2 separate regions of the Mus musculus genome follow, and region 2 is linked to region 1. Evidence: chromatin contacts called from public HiChIP or PLAC-seq data. All regions are on one chromosome and are shown on one strand. Each heading gives the region's core, a stretch centred on a gene start, on an enhancer-like site or on the middle of the called end of the contact. The rest is flanking DNA. Distances are from core to core; before and after follow the strand shown.

Region 1 (4,647 bases), core at 1,262-3,761:
TGACACAGCTGGAGTTATCACAGAGAAAGGAGCTTCAGTTGAGGAAATGCCTCCATGAGATCCAACTGTAAGGCATTTTCTCAATTAGTGATCAAGGGGGAAAGGCCCCTTGTGGGTGGGACCATCTCTGGGCTGGGAGTCTTGGGTTCTATAAGAGGGCAGGCTGAGCAAGCCAGTAAGGCACATCCCTCCATGGCCTCTGCTTCAGCTCCTGCTTTCTGACCTGCTTGAGTTCCAGTCTTGACTTCCTTTGGTGATGAACAGCAATATGGAAGTGTAAGCTGAATAAACCCTTTCCTCTCCAACTTGCTTCTTGGTCATGATGTTTGTGCAGGAATAGAAACCCTGACTAAGACAGTTGCCCAGCATGGCTTTGGACTTCTTATCCTCTTCCCTATACCTCATAATGCTGAGATTAGAGATGTGTATACTATCTTAGGTAAATACTGTTATAAAACTGTAAAACTTGTTTGCCTATAGATGAATTATATAGTCTATCTAGCCCACATAAAAGACACAGAAACTTGGTATTTTGTTTACAAGCTATAAGCCTAGGTTGGGCGGGTTCTGTGCTGTTCTCTCACATATACAAACCCTTTGTCCCTTGTGACTCACTGTTTGAGTCTCGCTCAGGCTGCTTTTGCTCCATCAGCTGTCCTTGGGGTGCACTTCTCTGGGCCACGTGCTGCTGGTCCATCTTGTCTAATGGAGGCCTCCTGATCTCTTTGTCTTCTTTTTCCATCTTCCCGTGGTCTCTCTCATTCGATTTTTAAGTTCCACCTCTCTCTCTCTACTATCCAATCACAGGCTCTAGCCTTTTATTAACCAATAGCTTTAAACTGGGGAGCAAGGGTTACCCAACAAAGGCCAGTGTATGTGAGAACACACTTGTCTGGACAACAACCAGATCTTGGGGTTGAGACTTTAGCAATGGCATACATAGTGACAGACCAACCCCCAGCGTTTGCCAACATCTCTGAGAGTTTCTTCCTCTCCTCTTTGTAGCATGTTTGAGAGGGACTTCCACACGCTGTCAGTGTGGTGCACAGTGTTTCACAGGGTTCTTAGACAACTCATCTTTGCTCTCTCATTTTTCCAGTGGAATAATTTCTATTGATCTGCCTTTCAAGTTCTTTGATTCTGCTTTTAACATTGGCTCCACTTGTTTAGTGTCTATAGAACCGTATGCACGTGTGCACATAGAGATGCAGAAATACTTGCCTGTGCATGTGTATGTGAAGACCAGAGGTTGATGGTCGGCCTCTTCCTCGGTCACTTTCTACCTTACTATTTGAGATAGGGTCTCTCACTGAACCCGTTTGCTGACTGGCCATTGAGTCCCTGGGACCCTCCTGTCTCTCCACTCTCCAGTGCTGGGCTTACCTGTGTGTCCTGCCATACCTGGCTTTACTTGGGTGCTGGAGACGTGAAATGGACCTCACGCATGCGCAGCAAGCACTTACTCACTGGCCATCCCTCTAGCCCTAGTCTTCGATTCTTCCTTCCATTGAGCTGTTCTAATGACTTCAGAACCAAACCAAACCCGAGTTGTTACATTTTTCAACACGTTTTCCCTGTGACCCCTTCTTGTAATTTTCTCTTTAATGAAGCTGATTACTGAATCACTGATCAGCCGATCAGATATGGTTTCCTCTGCCTCCACGAAGGAAATAGCCTCTTTGAAGTCTTCTCTGTGTCCAGTCAGTTCTTTGTAGCCTGTGGGTCACATCTACTTTTTCTCTGCATGTGTCATGTTTGCTAAGAGCTGGACAGTTTAGGATCTTTACGGTAATGTTTCTGGATCCCGAGCTCCCCTCTCCAGGTTGTGGACAGTTTAGGATCTTTACGGTAATGTTTCTGGATCCTGAGCTCCCCTCTCCAGGTTGTGGACAGTTTAGGATCTTTACGGTAATGTTTCTGGATCCTGAGCTCCCCTCTCCAGGTTGTGGACAGTTTAGGATCTTTACGGTAATGTTTCTGGATCCTGAGCTCCCCTCTCCAGGTTGTGGACAGTTTAGGATCTTTACGGTAATGTTTCTGGCTCCCGAGCTCCCCTCTCCAGGTTGTTGCTTCCTGGCAGGTGGGAGAGCCGACTTGTCTGTGCTTAAATTCCTGTGTTCCAGCTCGCTGTGGTTTGTGGCTTTGAGGGTTGGCTTGTGTCTGCCTGATGTTATGGTCAAAAGCCACTCACAGCTGACAGATCCTGTGTGAGTTTGGGAACATTTAAATTTCAGGCAGTTTTCAAGGGGAGGTTTGGCATTTACTCTCTGCTGGGTCATCTCATGTCCCCTCTGCCTGCACAGAGATGGTCTCTATTGCCCTGTTGACTTCCAGGTGTAGGTAGACGGCTTGGGCCCTGCCAGTTTCTTCTATGTCCCCACAAAGCATAACCACAGCTCAGACACATGGGAAAGTAACCAGACTCCTAACTGTCTCGCTTTCCGTTACATTTCTAGTTAGTTTACTGAATCTAGGGATGACACCATCTTATGCTCTCTAAGCTTCAGGCCTCTTGCTTGTCTTTCACCCAGGTCACTGTAACCAGCAGTGCTCAGGGCAGGAACTGTGTGTGGTAAGTGAGTGTGTGTGTGTGTGTGTGTGTGTGTGGTGTATGGTGTGTGGTGTGTGTGTGTGTGTGTGGTGTGTGTGTGTTTGTGTGTGTGTGTGTGGTGTGTGTGTGTGTGGTGTATGGTGTGTGGTGTGTGTGTGTGTGTGGTGTGTGTGTGTTTGTGTGTGTGTGTGGTGTGTGTGTGTGTGTGTGTGTGTGTGTGTGTAGTGTGTGTTGTCTGTTTTTGTTTTGTTTTTTGTCTGTTTCCATGTTCACCTAGAATGGCATAGCGAGCAGCCTTGGGCAGGGATGCCAGTGATTTGCACTGTGTTAACTGAAAATCTGGTCTTTTTATGAATAAATGCTTCTATATCATATGCCTTTCATTTCCAGAGTGCTGATTTCCTCCCCTAAGTTCCGGATAACTCCTCTCTGCCTTTTTGGTGGTGGGGGTGGGGCAGGACCTACCACGTTCCTCATTCCACTAGGCTGTCCTGGAACTTGCTGTGTAGACCAGACTGGCCTAGAACTCGGAGGTCTACCTCCCAAATGCTGGGGTGCAAGGCATGTGCCACCATGTCTGGCTAAAGATGTTTTTTTTTTTTTTTGCTGCATAAAAATTACAGGAATGAGATAGACGTGGTGTTCATACTGAGGAGTGGCCCTTCTGTGCTAGTCAACCACTGGATCACTGGGCTGCATCCTACCCACCATGTTGTTCTTTCAAATAAATGGTGTTAGTTTTATTAGAAACAGTTTTTAGTTTTACTGTGGCATTGTTAATGAGTTATTTTCCTAAAGTATTTGGGAAAAATTTGGCACCTTGATTCTGTTAGTTTTAGAGATGGTATGTTTTTAGGAAGTATAAAATATTAAAGCCAATTTGAGAAAAGATGAGATACCTTAAAAAAAAAAAGATGGTTAGTAAGATACCGTTCTTGTGGTTTTAATTCCTTCTTGTACCTGAGATGGGAATAATTTGAGGCAATTTAGTAATCTTTTTGAAGTATGGATGTTTAAAGATGTTTGAGAATACATTTTAAATTATTATGATGGTGATGATGGTGGTGATGATGATGATGATGGGTTTCCAGACAAAGTTTCTCTGAATAGCCCTATTGTCCTGGGACTCAATCTGTTGACCAGTCCGGTTTTGAACTCACAGAGATCTGCCTGCCTTTCTGATTGTAAAGTGAAAAAAAAAACATGGAAGGGTAGGTAGGAAAATAAGAATAGTCATAATCTTTCTATAGAGCAGTACCTGCTATGTAAACATTGGTATCCACCTTGACAGCCATCTTTTATGCATACGTTTTTTATAAATATACAATATACACCTGCATTGCAAATGACTATAAAAACATTTTATAAGATATTACTGAACAGCAAAGTTCTTAATCGAAAATGAAACCTTATTTACTTTTTTTTTTTAAGAGTATCTCATGTAGTCCAGACTGGCCTCTGATCCACTGTGCAGCCTTGAATTCCTAATTCTCCTGCTTCTCCCTCCTCAGAGCTGCCGTCACACCGGGTTGCTATGGTGCCTGGGATTGATTCTAGGGCCTCCTGCATACTGGGCAAGCACTCTACCAACTGAGCTGTACTCTTAGCCCCTCAAAGAGTAATTTAAAAATATTAATAACATACATGAATACATATCTTAATTATTTTTTATTTATTATTGGGGACTCTTTTTAACTATCGGTTTTTAGATGGAAGGACTTGAAGAGTACTTACTGAATTGACCTTGAGAATGTTAAAGGCTTTATCTTTTAAAAGATTTATTTTATGTACGTGCGTACACCGTAGTTGACCTTCAGACACACCAGAAGAGGGCATTAGATTCTGTTACAGATGGTTGTGAGCTGCCATTTGGTTCCTGGGAATTGGACTCAGGACCTCTAGAAAAGCAGTTAGTGCTGTAAACTGCTGGGCCATCTCTCCAGCCCTCAAAGCTTTTATTTTTGAGATAGGATCTTAATGTCCAGAGCGGCCTCCGACTCAGCTAAGGGTGACTTTGAACCCCCTGCTTCTGCCTCTGGGGTGCAGAGATGGCAGGCTTGTACCGCCTGCCATAACAAATTTATGTGGTTGTGGGG
Region 2 (4,335 bases), core at 891-3,390, 280 kb before region 1:
CGCAGTTAAAGAGCCCCTAGTTTCCCCAAGTTCTCCTATACCACACCATCGCCCTCTCTAGAGCTCTTTCTCCCCAACACATACTCTCTTTTTACTTACCAGGTTTCTGTGTGACTTCATGGTGTACATTCACATCTGAATATTTGGAGATAATAGCTACAAATAAGAAAGAATATGTGATGTTTGTCTTTTGGGGTCTAGGTTCATGCACAGGATGAATTGCAATCCTAAAATGTGTCCTTCTCATCCCTCTCCACCACTGTATCCTTAAACAGGGCCACTACACCCAGCCTGAGCACCAGCTCCTAAGAAACCCTTGCTGTGACGTGCCCCCCCACCCCCACCCCCCCCCTCAACCCCCCACCCTCCATCACCCGACGCGCCACCCTTGAGAACCATCCTAACAAGCTGTCTCTCTGCTCAGCAGGAGAAATATAAGCTTTACTAATTCAGAACTTGGTTGTTTTTTGCCAGCCCAGCCCAGCCCACAAATGATCTACTGTTCCTATCAAGGAAACACAGCTGTTCTATAGAATTCTATTTCTAAACTGCAAAAACATCTTGGCCTCTCCCATCATTCAGTGATAATGAATTTACTAAAACCCAAAATAGTAATTAGGGGAAAAAACACATTTATATGTAAAAATATTCATACTTGACATAAAATGTATCTAAACAAAAAAAAAAGTTTCTAATATCCTCGCAGATAGATAGATAGATGATAGATAGATAGATAGATAGATGATAGATAGATAGATAGATAGATAGATAGATAGATAGATAGATGTTTTTCAATTCATCTATGCTTCCCCCTTTAAAAAAATTAACAAAGCTATTCATGGTCCTTAGAAGGTGTTATGCACTCTACTAAAGAGAAAAGCAATAATCAATCCTACCCAGCTATAAATGCTCAGAGCTCTGATAAGGGCCTGGAACGACATGCCCACTGGTGCAACAGTGTCACCAGAGTAACCTGTCACTTTTTATTGAATATAAAGCCAGCTCTAGCAGATGGAACCCATACCTGACCTTTTTAATGAAGCCATGAACCTGCAGCTTAAGAGAGGGAAACCTACTACTCTTTTTCTTCTAAATAGACATAACAATAAACTGATTCCTACTGACTTACTGCTCTCCCCATAGACCAGAGCATCTCTCAGCTCTCACCAGAAGAGTTTCTTGCAGTGATGGCAATTCATGGAGACCACCTCTGGCCAATGTTCATAGAATAGAGACTTAAGAGTGCCCAGCCCACTCAAAGCTTAGGGATGTAAGTGGAACAGGGGAGAAAAGATGCTAAGAGCTAAAAGATGGTGGGTAGCTTCAAAAAAGCCAGTGTTCTCCAGACACAATAGGGCAAATACCCACTCAGCAATGTACAAGTTAAGTCAGAAAAATCCCAGTACAGAGAAGAGGAGATAGGCATGATGTTTCAACACTAGTCAGGAGCTATTGGTATTTAATTGCTACTGGAGAGGGGAAATAGGTTTTCTTTAATGGTGTAACACCTGGTATGTTGACCACACTTCATGGCAGACCCCACTCTCAGGCGTAGTCAGTCAGCCAACACAAACTAGACTCACATGGGGGCAAGGAGAACATGAAGTGTGGTGGGTAGAAATATGGGGGAGGATCTTGGAGGAGTTAGGAGAGGGGTGTGAGTATGATTAAAATACATTGTGTGGATTTCTCCAATAATTAACAAAAATATTATTTTAAAGAATAACAGAACGAAAGAGTTAAAACTAGCAGGTACTGACTCAATAAAGCTTTTAATGTTATCTATGTGTTAAAGATGCAAAGCTTTTCTTTTAAAGATTTATTTATTAAGTGTATGAGTGTTCTGTTTACATGTATTTAAGTTCATCACCTGCATCCCTTGTGCCCAGGAGGCCAGAAGAGGATGCCAAATCCCCTGGTACAGAAGACCATTACAGGTAGTCATGTGGATGCTGTGACCTGAAACTGGATTGGAAGAACAAGCCAATGCCATCTCCCCAGCTCTACAAGGCTTTTATTTTAAAAAGCAAAGTTATTCTAGACTTGAACTACAAAACTGCAGAAGTCAGCCACACACTTCCTCCTGTGGTCTCTTCTCTGTAGGTGATCACACCCTCATAGCCTTCTCTCACTGTTGCTCTGCAACCACAGCTATGGTTTCTTATCCTTTAGCTACACGGAAGAAACTACCAGCCCCTGGGGAATGCTGACTTACCCCATGTCAAGGGACACACAATAAAATGTCCACCCCAGGGACTGTAATGCAGGGAGAAAACTCTTCTTTTCCTGACTTTTATAGTTTTGAAGGGCACAGCCTGACTTTCCAGTTCGGTCCATTTAAACAAAAGGCAACTGCAAAGATAAACATGATGAGAATGTGGCCAGGAACTGGACACAATCAAAATGAAATCAGGAGAGGGAGAATCGTGTTTGGAGCAGACTGCCTTTGCAGGGATGGAAAGGTGGACCTTGTCATCGCCTCGTTTTCATCTGTCTGCTCCTAACAGCGTTCTCACCCCAACTGTGGTAGTTAATGCTGTCAACTTGACAAGATGTAAAATCAAGCCTCCAGGTACACCTGTGAGGAATTAAATAGATTTAGGTTTACTGAGGTGTGAAGAGTCACCTTAATCGTGGGCAGTTCCCATCTATAGGCTAGGATCCTAGACCTACCCAACCCCCTCTCTCCCTCCCTGCCTCTTTACCTCCATGACTGCCTCCCTCCTCCCTCTCTCCCTCTTCCTTCTTTCTGTTAATGGGATGTGGCCAGATGACTCCCTTGTCATGAAGGACTGAACCCTGAAACTGTAAACTAAACTTAACTCTTCTCCCCTTAAGTCCTTTTAGTCATATGACAAAACAAGTGCCCGGTTCAACTTCCTAAGCACAGACAACCTTGTCTGCAGCAGAGCCCCAAGGTGCTGAAATCTAGAAGCAGGGTTGTGAGAAGAAAGGTCAATCACTAATTGCTTCCTAATAGAAATAAGATGGGGGCTGAAGAGGCTCACTGATAAAGAGCACTGGCTTCTCCTCCAGAGGACCTGGGTTCAATTCCCAGCTCACACTTCTGGCCTCTGAAGGAGCTTCATGCACATGGTGCACTGACGCTTTCTGGCAAACACCCATAGATGAAATAAAATAATAAAATGGACACCCACCCCTACCTTCAAGATAATCCAGAGCAGTCATTCTGTCCATGTGATGAGGCCAGAGGTGCAGCTGCCTCCTGCCTCTTCCACACTCACCTCCCATCTCTGCCTCTTCTTCAGAGCTGTGCTCCACATAACCAAGGGGCCAGTTTAAAGGCTGAGCTCAAGTCTGGTATGCTGCAGAGAGAATCCAACCTTCCTAGAACTTTCCCACCAGCGGTGTCATCAGATGAGTGTGGGAGGGGCTGTTTCCAGCCAGGCTGCTCAACTCCTCCATTACTAGTGTGGGACCCAAAGGTGAGGATATTTATACTGAAATTAGTACTGTTATCAATCAGACTAATGAGGTTAGAGGTATTGCTCTTGCTAGTCTCATCCCCTGCCTTCCCAGGGTTCTGGCTCTGCATCCTCCCATCTCCAAGCACCAGGACTTCATGAATTTTATTCTGTTTTTGACTGGCAGCCTCTAAAAGTCCCAATCGCTATTTCTAAAAACAGAGTTCCCAAAATCCCACAATACAGAAAAGTGGAGCAAGTATAGTTACTTAATGTACTGATTTAAAGATAAGTCCTACTGGCATTTTTGTGTATCTTTCCAGGTGTGTGTGTGTGTGTGTGTGTGTGTGTGTCAGTATCTATATTCTAGTGCTATCATTATTTCAATTTTTTTACATAAGCAGCACTTACTAATGGAAATCCTCTCAGTAGTGTCCAGGTCTGTGGCACGCTCTTTCTGCTCTTTCCAGATAGGTTTCTTTTATTCTTAGAAATAAAAGCAGTGTCAAGCCAGGAAGAATATTCAGCCAGTAAAATCACTTGTTGCACAAGTCTGACAGCATCAGTTAAATCCCAGGAACCCACATAAGAAGCCAGATGCAGTGGTGCACATCTGTAATCTCATCACTTCTACAAGATGATACCTGGAGTCAGGAGGATCTGCTAGAAGCTCCCATAAGCAGCACAGCCACAGAAACAAATGGGACCCTGCCACACACCAACTGCTGTAAAATTGTCCCATGACTTCCATCCACCCTGTGCTGTGACACACTGCTGCACACACACACACACACACACACACACACACGCACATGCACCACACAGATACACACACACACACACCACATACACACACACACACAATAAACAAATAATTTTTAAAGTATCACAAAACATGCATGCTATCTCA

What was found. HiChIP or PLAC-seq counts read pairs in DNA pulled down with a chosen protein or histone mark.
Region 2: a contact with region 1 is called in an H3K4me3 HiChIP or PLAC-seq map of bone marrow-derived macrophages, with 4 times the contacts expected there. The contact joins two enhancer-like sites. A contact is called at or near these places in 4 of 115 datasets of contacts at active chromatin or transcription factors (acute myeloid leukemia, bone marrow-derived macrophages, large pre-B cells and 1 more).

Annotation. Positions count from the first base shown.
Region 1 is chr12:32,007,290-32,011,936 of GRCm38.p6, reverse strand. The region is part of intron 2 of Prkar2b (protein kinase, cAMP dependent regulatory, type II beta); the gene reads left to right. Among named protein-coding and RNA genes, the nearest start is that of Prkar2b, 52 kb to the left of the region's middle. Within about 2 kb of position 2,511, at least 75 of the 459 cell types and tissues checked have an H3K27ac peak or open chromatin away from gene starts, as enhancers often do. A contact at or near this core is called in bone marrow-derived macrophages and memory CD8 T cells, where this site is marked.
Region 2 is chr12:32,283,041-32,287,375 of GRCm38.p6, reverse strand. No RefSeq gene overlaps it. Among named protein-coding and RNA genes, the nearest start is that of Gm33308, 39 kb to the right of the region's middle. Within about 2 kb of position 2,140, at least 31 of the 459 cell types and tissues checked have an H3K27ac peak or open chromatin away from gene starts, as enhancers often do. A contact at or near this core is called in bone marrow-derived macrophages and memory CD8 T cells, where this site is marked.